Regions from separate parts of the Gossypium hirsutum genome. Here region 1 is linked to region 2. The links are chromatin contacts, called in public Hi-C maps. All regions are on one chromosome and are shown on one strand. The core of a region is the stretch at or near the end of the contact, and the rest is flanking DNA. Distances in the headings are between cores, read along the strand shown. Region 1 holds the start of LOC107961968 (probable dolichyl-diphosphooligosaccharide--protein glycosyltransferase subunit 3B). Region 2 holds the start of LOC107961963 (pyruvate, phosphate dikinase regulatory protein 1, chloroplastic).

What was found. Hi-C and Micro-C count contacts between places; a contact is called where the count stands out from the background.
Region 1: a Hi-C map of leaf shows a contact between it and region 2, with 3 times the contacts expected there. The contact joins the promoter of LOC107961968 here to the promoter of LOC107961963 in region 2. A contact is called at or near these places in 17 of 34 Hi-C or Micro-C datasets (anther, callus, hypocotyl and 3 more).

Annotation. Positions count from the first base shown.
Region 1 is chrA06:115,571,289-115,576,578 of Gossypium_hirsutum_v2.1, forward strand. LOC107961968 (probable dolichyl-diphosphooligosaccharide--protein glycosyltransferase subunit 3B) reads left to right here and starts at 3,967. Exons shown (of 1, transcript XM_016898156.2): 1 at 3,967-5,290. The coding sequence starts at 4,032. The coding sequence ends at 5,153. It overlaps LOC107961967 (probable xyloglucan endotransglucosylase/hydrolase protein 8), which reads right to left and starts at 2,808. Exons shown (of 4, transcript XM_016898155.2): 1 at 2,517-2,808; 2 at 2,315-2,415; 3 at 2,030-2,232; 4 at 1,403-1,964. The coding sequence starts at 2,691. The coding sequence ends at 1,559. TRNAL-UAG (transfer RNA leucine (anticodon UAG)) reads left to right here and starts at 3,777; the gene lies at 3,777-3,856.
Region 2 is chrA06:115,329,716-115,334,608 of Gossypium_hirsutum_v2.1, forward strand. It overlaps LOC107961963 (pyruvate, phosphate dikinase regulatory protein 1, chloroplastic), which reads right to left and starts at 1,579. Exons shown (of 3, transcript XM_016898153.2): 1 at 818-1,579; 2 at 3-642. The coding sequence starts at 1,243.

The DNA.
Region 1 (5,290 bases), core at 2,717-5,216, 240 kb after region 2:
ACTAGTGAGTAGTAGAAAAACCAGGACAAAACTTGTGATACCATTCTTGTGTCATGAACAATAACCTGAGATTACAGTAGTAAAATAAAGAGAAAAAATTGTGGAACAAAGATGTGTATAAGACAGGTTATATTTATCACTAGGTTAAATGCCTATTCAGTGGTGAGGGAAGAAAATGACTATGTAGCCTTTTCTCGAAATAGAGACCTATCCAACGTAAGCCGTAATAGGCCATTACAACCAACCAAATATTAGTTTGGTGGTGGGCCCACCAATTGGGCTATAATTCATTCCTATTCCACCCAACCAGACATGATATAAGAGTTTTAAAGACTGATACATGACTCCTCATTCCTTTTAGGTTTACTAAGTACTTAACATTTTTTTTTAGTTTAAAAAATAGTTAAATCTAAATTTGAGATTTCATTGTCACGCTTCAATTTCTGATGTAATTTGGTCCCTATAGTTTTATAATGTTACTAATTAGTCCAAATAGTTAATATCATTAATTTGTTGATTGAAATATTACGCGATTATATATAATTTGATGCTCTCATAGTCGTAGAGATGAATACATGTCTTTTTATTTCTTTTAGGTTTGCCTTTTTTTAAAAAAAAAATATTATAAACTTCAATTTTAACTTTTATACTATGCTGAAACTTGGGATTTAATTTATATACATTATTTTTGACATAATTTGATCTTCTACTTTTATAATGTCATTAGTTAGTCTAAATATTTAATTTTGTTAACTATTCCAATCAAAATATCGAAGTGAATTTTTCTTAGGAACACTGTTCAAATAATAAAAATTATTTTATAATGATGAATTCGAATTAATGTTTTTAAGGAAAAAATCTATATATACTTTTTAATGTTATTTTTCTTAGGACTACCATTTTTTTTTTAATTTCAAAATGTTACCTAAGTGAATTTAATAGAATAATTTTAATAGTGATAACAATTGAATCTAAATTTTTAAATTCAAAAGTAAAGTGTCTAAATTTCTGAAAACAAAAATAGGTTCAGGGTATATTTTAACCTTCAAATTTGTACTTAAATAAATAATCAATCTGATAGTAGTGAATATATATTACAAACTTCAGGTGTCTGCAAAACAAGCTGGGATTGCAAAGAAGGAATACATATGGTAGCAGACTGATCTTCATATGGTAGCCATTTTAGCTAAAAACTAACTGCTACAATAACAACTGATTGATACCAATGAGGGAAATTTGGTCGGCATATGTTTCTAAATCAATTTCTTCTTGTTTTTATATGTAATGCATACACACACACACGTACGTAAGTTTGCAAGGGAAACTCTGGGAAAAAAGATCGAGCACCAACACACTTTGCAATTATTTAATGAACAAAAATCATCAAACTCTGCTCTTGAAATTCTTCAAAATATATGAACTGTATTATTAAAAAATAGTGAACCAAATATAGATCTGGTCAAATATGCAAACTCATATCATAAGGACAATTGAATAAATTATATAAACATCCCATAAAATCGAAACAAAAATTTATCTTAATTGATGATATAGGATCCTATTCCCAGGGACTCAATGAACACTCTCCAGGCAATTTAGGATATCGTTCATTATCCTTGCAATAATCATAAATGACAAGGTTCCTCTGCACCCAAGCATAATCCATTTTCTGGGAATCAGATAAACGCCAAGCCTTGTACTGATCCCACCAGTTCTTGGTGGTGCTGGAAACACAGGCAGGGTAAGGGTCTTCCCATTGGCAACCCTCGACGCTGAAATCCTTGTAAGACGACACAAATGGGGCTCTTTCCCAGTCTGTTTTCTCCAACCCACCTCTCGTCGCCCATTCATCTGCGTTCCATATGCTGGAGAACAAATACATTGGCTTCTCACTGGGAAAGAAGTCGTTTTTCTCATCACCATTGTTTTTGAATACTCTTATGGGAACTTCATCCACAAAAAACCTGTTTTGCAATAATTCAGTAGGCATATATTCGGATACGAGTATAAGATATAATACGAGACTTACACAATTTGGTGGTTGTTCCATAGAATGGAATATGAATGAAACTCTTCAGTGGGGTCGAACCAAAGCATGTGCCTCATTTCACGGCCTCCAACACCATTTTTATACACGTTTGTCTGTATTAAATACGGTTGCCCTGTTCGATTCCCCAAGAACTCAAAATCCAGTTCATCTCGTTCTGGCCCTGCCCCGTTCTCAGAACACATCTGCACCACTCTTTAAACTTCAGCTATGGAAAACACAACTCTTATGTTACAAAATATTTAAACAACTGTCAGGAAAACATACATAGTAAGCTGTTACAACGCCAGCAGAGTCACCTCCGACCAACTTCAGTTTCATGCTAAACCACCCAAATCTGTATCTTTGCTTGGTTTGAAACCCGCAACCTAGAAGTAGATAGAAACAGATTAAAATCCTGGATTTGAAGCAAGTTATTAGAAGTTTAGAACCAAACACAACTGTTTAACGCAATCAAATTGTATCAAACCTGTTTCTTTGTCCAAGGAGAGGTACCAGGTCTGACCATCTTCAGAGGTCTTGAAATGATCTTCAGACCACATTATACTGAAGTTATCTTCGAAAGAAGTTTGTGAATCAGCTGCTTCAGATGAAGAGTAAAACGCAGATATTAGAAGTGCAATGAAGAGTACCCCTTTCTCCATTTTGTTGACCCAAAGTGTTGTTTTTGGAAGAAGAGGATGAGATCTCACTTCTCTGCTGGATCTTGAGATGGTAAATATACGAGTATTCGAATTTGGACACTTGATGTGAACATGTGTGAAGCGGCACACCAATAAACCAAGGTTTATTTTGGTCTATTAATGGATGAATGTACCAATATACCCATCCAAGAAATCATGCAAATTACAAAGTGAAGAAGGGTATTTTAGGGAAATGAAGTACGATAAATGATCCATGGAGAACATAAATGAAATGCCAGGCTGCCCTCCAATTAGGAATTGGCAGTATAAAGAAATGGAGAGTGGGTCCATTTCTTACATGTAAGAACTGTTGTGTTTGTCTTGAAAATAATCACAGAAAATCTTGGATTTCACCACTGGATTTGGCGGTCGGGACTCGGGACTAACAACCAGCTTAAACTTTGAATTAAAGCAAATTAATCTCACTTTAATCTTTAACTTTAGGTAAAAAAAGGACTTAGATTACAAATTAAAAACAAAATGTTCCTTTTTTAATAGTAAGCAATGAAAAGAAAGCAGAAAAAGCAGAGCTTGCTTTCTTGGTAAACATGACCAGACATGCTAATCTAAACCTTGTTATATAGTTGATTGGGAGAGGTGCTCAAGCACATGGCATTAGGGACCAATTTTAGGGGTCATAAGGTCCCACAACAAGCTGCATTTTTGATGGACTGAAAGTGAATGCCAAAAGTATGGATTTAATGAAGTAAGAAGATCATATGCAACTGTCCATGCCAAGTATGAAGACATTTCAACAAATTAATGCGATACTCCAAAAAAAATTGAAATACCTGATATATAACATCATTATTAAGTAAAAATGAAATTATTTAATCCATTAAAAATAAAAATTTTACCAAATTCTTGACTTGGAATAAGAAAAACACTGACTTTGCAAGTTGATTATGCACGTGAAAAACAGCTATTACTTCAACGCTCATCAGCTTATTGCTAGTTAGTTGTAGGTCCTAGGCTTCTAGCAGTCAAACTGGTGCCCTTTAACCATATACATAAATATGTTTTCTTTTAAATACGAGGCAACTAGAGACAGTTTGGCCGAGTGGTCTAAGGCGCCAGATTTAGGCTTTGGTCCGAAAGGGCGTGGGTTCAAATCCCACAGCTGTCAATTTTTCTTTTTGAGAGCTTAGAGCTGGCTCATATGATATTCTTTCGAAGTCCATTCAAACGAGCCCATTTTAAGCTGAACATGGACCCAAATGATCTTTCATCTGATGCGACGTCGTTAAGCCGGAACTCAAGGTCAAGTCAGTCAACGCGTCAAAGTCATCTTGTCCAGACGAATGTTAAAACTTAAAACCGGAGAAAAGTTAAGACCGAAGCTCTTTGTCGCCAATCCCCAAATCCGAAAGCTAAGCAAGGAAATGGCGATCCCTTCCAGTTCTGCTTATCTCTTCTTACTCTCCTTTTTCACCCTTTCTCTATTCCTTGCCATTTCCACTGCTGAATCTGAATCTGAATTAGAACTGGTGGCCGATCTCCGCGCCCTTCAGTCCGAATCCAAATCAGGAGTCATCCACTTAGATGACCGAACCATCGCCAAATTCTTAACCTCCCCCAAAACCCCTCGCCCTTACTCTATCCTCATCTTCTTCGACGCCACCCAACTCCACGATAAAACCGAACTCCACCTCCGCGAGCTCCGCCAAGAGTTCGCCCTCGTCGCCTCTTCGTTCATCACCAACCACAACAACTCCAACACCAAGCTCTTCTTCGCCGACATCGAGTTCCGGGAATCTCAATCTTCTTTCCACCTCTTCGGCGTCAACTCCCTTCCCCACATCCGCCTCGTCGGCCCCACCGCAAAATCGTTGAAAGATGAGTCGGAACAGATGGACCAGGGCGATTTTTCTCGATTGGCTGAGTCAATGGCCGAATTCGTTGAGTCCAGAACTAAACTCACCGTGGGTCCCATCCATCGTCCTCCTATTCTCTCGAAAACTCAAATGGGTCTGATCGTTGCCCTTTTGTTGATCTCTTCTCCGTTCATCGCTAAAAAGATCTTCGCCGGGGAAACCCTCTTGCACGATCCCAAGATTTGGCTTTCCGGCGCCGTTTTTATTTATTTTTTCAGCGTTTCAGGTGCAATGCATAATATAATAAGGAAAATGCCGATGTTTTTGGTGGATAGGAACGATCCCAACAAATTGATTTTCTTTTACCAAGGATCGGGGATGCAGCTTGGGGCGGAAGGATTCGCGGTGGGTTTTCTTTATACAATAGTGGGATTATTGCTAGCTTTCGTTACCCATTTGCTTGTTTATGTTAAGAACGCGAAAGCCAAGCGTGTGGCCATGGTTTTTGCGATTTGCGTTTCTTTTTGGGCGGTGCAGAAAGTGATTTTCTTGGACAATTGGAAGACTGGATATGGGATTCATGGATTCTGGCCTTCCAGTTGGAACTGAAGGCATCATCTTTTTTGTTTTTTTTTTTAGGCTGCTATAATTCGAACTATGGTTTCGATTCAGTTGGGAATTTGATATCAATTTTAGATGTTTTAATGTACTTTGGGCAAAATACTGAGCTTATAGAACGTTAATCT
Region 2 (4,893 bases), core at 329-2,828:
ACCGATGACTGGCCATGTAGGATTTTGAGCAAAAACCTTGCGAGCAAACTCCAACTCCTCTTTCACATAAGCCATCTCCGAGTAGTTACTCCTTGCATTGTCACCGAAACCCAGACTCTTAGCCCTTGCTTTCCTAATAGTTTGCAAGACCAAGGGATTAATAGTCAAACCAAAAACCTTCTCAGGGTCTACTTCGAAAAGTCCCTTTGGCAAAGCCACTCCATTCACAATAGGCACATTGGCTACTTTATATCCTTTCTGTGCTAGATAAATTGATAACGGCGTCTTCCCAGTACGAGAAACACCTGTGAGCACAATGTCAGCCTTGCTTAAGTTTTGAGGTAGAGCCCCATCATCCTGCTTGATTGTAAATTCAACAGCTTCAATCCGCCGAAAGTATTCATCTGAGAGAGGGATGTTTCTTCCAGCTGCTCCACGGGGAAGACCAGAAGGTGAGACACCTAAATGAGCAGCAATAGCCTCTGTAATTGGACCCAATATATCCGTCGATGGTATACCCCACAATTTGCAAGCTTGCTTGGCGGACTCTGCCATGGAAGGATCAGCTAAAGTATATACAAGCAATGCACCTTCCTTGGCTGCCTGCTTTATAATCTCCATCAATCTCTCAACATCATCAATCTGAACAATTGCAGATCATCATTGTCATTCAACCAATCTAAATGATTTCCCAGTTTTTAAAACACTACAAGTTCTAGTTTCATCACTAACTACAACAAATACATCAACTTGAATAACAACTAAACTTGGATTAATTAGTAACTGAAACAAGTTCTGAAATATGAAACAAACATACCCCAGAGAAGAGATGGGTATTTACGGGACAACCACGATCCACCAAACAATGCTCGAACTGCCCCAACGCTGCGTTAACGGAATGCTCCGCCGTCCATCCAGTTCCATCAGATACCATATAAATTGGCTTCCCCGAGTCTGTTACCTCCACCTCACGATCGCTGTCATTTGCCGTTGAAGTGGGTTCCAAAGACAAGGTCTCACTGATTCGTTGAGCTGAGGGGTTCACCTCAAGCGCCCCAGTCCCGTGGCTCGGTCGTTCAAGCTTGTGGCCCGACCTTAAGGCTCGTGCACGGTACCATCTGTTGAACTGTGGGCTACCTTTTAGTTTCCGAACTTTGGGCTCGGGTTCTGGGTCGGAAATATCGGGATTGGCCGGGGTGGCCGTGGCCCGGAGGTTGAAGGCGGAGCAAGGACAAGCGAGCATTCTTAGTTTTGCTTCATTTGCTTTTCTTGTAATCTAATTTTATTTACCTGTCTGAAAATTATGAGGTGGAAGGATCTCGGGCCAAAAAATGGTAGCAAAATCCAAACAATAGGTTAATGAAATATGAACCCACCAACTAAGTTGGACTGAATTGGATATTAAAAATCTAAGATATTTATTCCCATTTGAAATAAAAACATCAATTTGATTCTCATCTTTCATCATATTACAAGGATCTCACTTTATTGGGAAATGATGGGAGGGATATGGATTCTTGGATATAAATGCGAATTCAATAGGAAGTTGAACCCATTGTTTGGTGCATGAAAATTTCAGTGAGGGCTTTAAATGAGTTAATGGGAGGATTGAGAGAATATTGCATGTAGTTTAAACAAAATAAAATGGATAAAAGAGCCTCCAAACTATGGGGAAGTGGATCCAATCACATAATGCCTTTTTTATGGTAACATTCATGAGAGAAGGTGTTGATGTCGGTTTATGCATGCCATACTGAGAGACCACCAAAAAGAAATCACAAAAGAGAATAAACATGTCTGGGCCCGAGTTTGAACTGGGGGCCTCTAGTGTGTGAGACTAGCATGATAACTAACTACAATACGTAAACATTTTGATGTCACTTAAAATATTAATTAAATATTACTTTTCATTTTTTTTTAAGTTTTGTGTTAAGTTTATTCACTTAGTGGAGGTTAATTACATAATAATTGGATGCAAGTGTGATAGGAGACCGCATCTAAATGTGCGAACGTTTAAAGTTAAAAATGTGCAAATAAAAATATAAATATTTAAGTGCGGTATCTGCAAATGTACATGTCAAATGTAATATAGTAAGCGTTACAATAGAACACCAATAAGTATTCTGAGGATCGTACCCAAGAGATTGCAGATTGGAGAAACTTATTATTAAATTAACTATAGAAAATAATTACTAATCTAATCAAGTCACAAATTAGTAGTGTGAATCCAAATTAAAAGATTAATTAAACTAATGAAATTAATTAATCTAAAATTAACCTAAGGGAATTTCCATTTTCTAGTGTTGGCAATGCGAGCCTCTAGCTTATCTAATTAAATAATTAATTATCATCGATTGAGTTATTTATCACTCTTAGTTAAAAATACTTTTTCGGTCTCATCTTCACTAAGGATTACTACCTAAGTCACCCTTTTAGTCTCTTCCTAGGCATACGAATACCCTCTCAAACTCATTGTTTGGCACAAGGTATAAACGACAAGATACCCTTTCGGTCTCACCTGTCTAGATATTCTATCAGGGGCGTCTCTCCCTAATATACTAAGTACTCTTGAATAAACAACCAATTTCAGATAAATAACCACTTAACAGATAAATCAATTTAATAATCGAATCATGCAAGATATGAATAAAGCACAAGAAATTATTCTAATATTCATACAAATGTTAATTGATCAGATTAATGAAATATAAATAAAATAATAAAATAGAAGAGTGAAGAGAATGCTTATTGATAAATATATTGAAGCGCAGATCCAGAGCAATCTTCGCTCGTAATTGTTTTCACATCGGAACAGATAAGTTCCAACTAAGCGAACATCAAAATAAAATACAAAGAAAACTGAATAGTAAAAACTATCTGTCTAAGTCTACACCGTCCTGTCTACCAATCCCGATTACCCTAAAGTTACTTATATAGGCTACAAGCTATTTGGTGCCCACATAACACAAGATACATTTAGATACTAATTAATACAATATAATCTTAGATTGCTAGGGTCTAAATATGAAAATATCCCAAGAGTTTCGTCCTAGGATTTAGCTCATTTTGGCCTGCCTTTGTCAAGTCATCCTGACGTAAAATGACTCTTCGTCACAACATCGCTATCGTGAATGCCTTCTGATGATCGTCGCGTCGCCATGACAAGGGGAAATTCCTCGTCACGAGATGAAATGCTTTTTAGCATTGACAACTTCTTTGTTCTGTTGGGCTCCCTTGTCTTGCAGCCCGATGATTATTCCTTGTATTCTTGGACTTGAATTGGCATCCTACACACTTAATTAGCCCATTAATCACTCCTGAGACCCATGTTGGCCTTACGAATCATCGAAACATTAGAAAATGTGTCAAAACACTTATTTTATTAATATATAGATTCTAAGCTATTAATATTAGAAATTTAATAATTAATTATAAAATGTCAAGAAAATAAGTTTTGTCAAGTGCCAAAATGTATTTAAACTACCATTATAATTAATGGCAGGTCAACAAGCCACGGGTCGAAACTTATGACAAATGCACACAAAACGTCTCATGGGGTTCATTTGATCCACTTGAATTAGCTCAATTCGTGAAACATATGGAGAAGTCCATCTACTTAAAGTCTTAGGGGCCTAGTGGAACACTCCAATAAAACTAGAGTTACCATGGTGAATATTGTAAATCCTAAGGGATAAAATTGTATAAAGTTTAAATCCCTTAGGACTCTCATCTTGTAGATAGTCTTTAATCTTTATCATCGGTGTAGTTTAAATTATACCATTGAATTTGGGAGAGCTCAACTATAAATAGAGTACTTCATTTGTAATCATCCCATTCGTTGCTATTGAATATATTTGAGAGCATTTACTCAAACACCTTGCGTGCATTGTTTTCGTATTTTTAGTTTGATTCAAGTACTTTTTTCTTTTGAGTTTGTTCTGGCTTTGTTTTGGTGCCTTGGAGAATTTCCCTTGAGAATTCTCACTTTTAAGAGATATACTGACTTAGGTAGATTTGAAACAAAAGAATTATTTAAGGCCATAAAATTTACCAAACTAAAATTTTAACCCCGTAATGGAAGAACTTAGTTTTTAGCATTTAATTGTAAGAAAAGAAGAAAGGATTTTCAAATGAGACCTTCTAACGCAATGACATGATAATGGTGCTAGCGGCAACGATTTGGTGGTGTGCGCAATCATATCGACTATTGTTCTCTCACCTCATCTCATTGTGGATTGATTAGGGAATATTAACCATCATTAATGAAAACTTTAATCACCTCGTTATCAAAAAAGACAAAATCTCTCCACACATGATATCAGGCCTAACATGAGCCGCAAAAAGTCAATTTTGAATGTTTAAATTAATATGTTGGAGAAAGGACTTGTTTGAGGATGGATTTGAGTCTTTTAAGGAGTCAAGGGTTGCATTGTTCAACTGCCTCGGTGAATTGAATTTTCCACCGCTCAAATTAAATTCCACTGGCCTGTGACGGTGATTGCGGAGGAGCTTGAACCTTTGAAGACTCCTCCAAGTATTATCCATACTTGGAAGTCCAATTATTTTCTACGAATAAGGTACAATCATTTCAATTTTTTTCCTCTAGAATCATCAGATTGTAATGAAGCATCTTATAAAAGTGATTGAAATGAAGTTTCGCAGGCCTAGCCTGTACTTCATGAACAATGCAAGTCCTTGGCAGTAACCGGATATCCGTGCTTTTTTTTTAAAATTATTTGATTCTCCAAATTTATCTAAAAATTTGAGTTCATAAATTATTCAAATATTACTACTCAATATTATTATATGTTGGACATTTGAATATGTAAAAAAATCTAAATTTAGCATTTTCAATCAGATTCGAATCTACAAAAATTCAAATCTATCCACGAA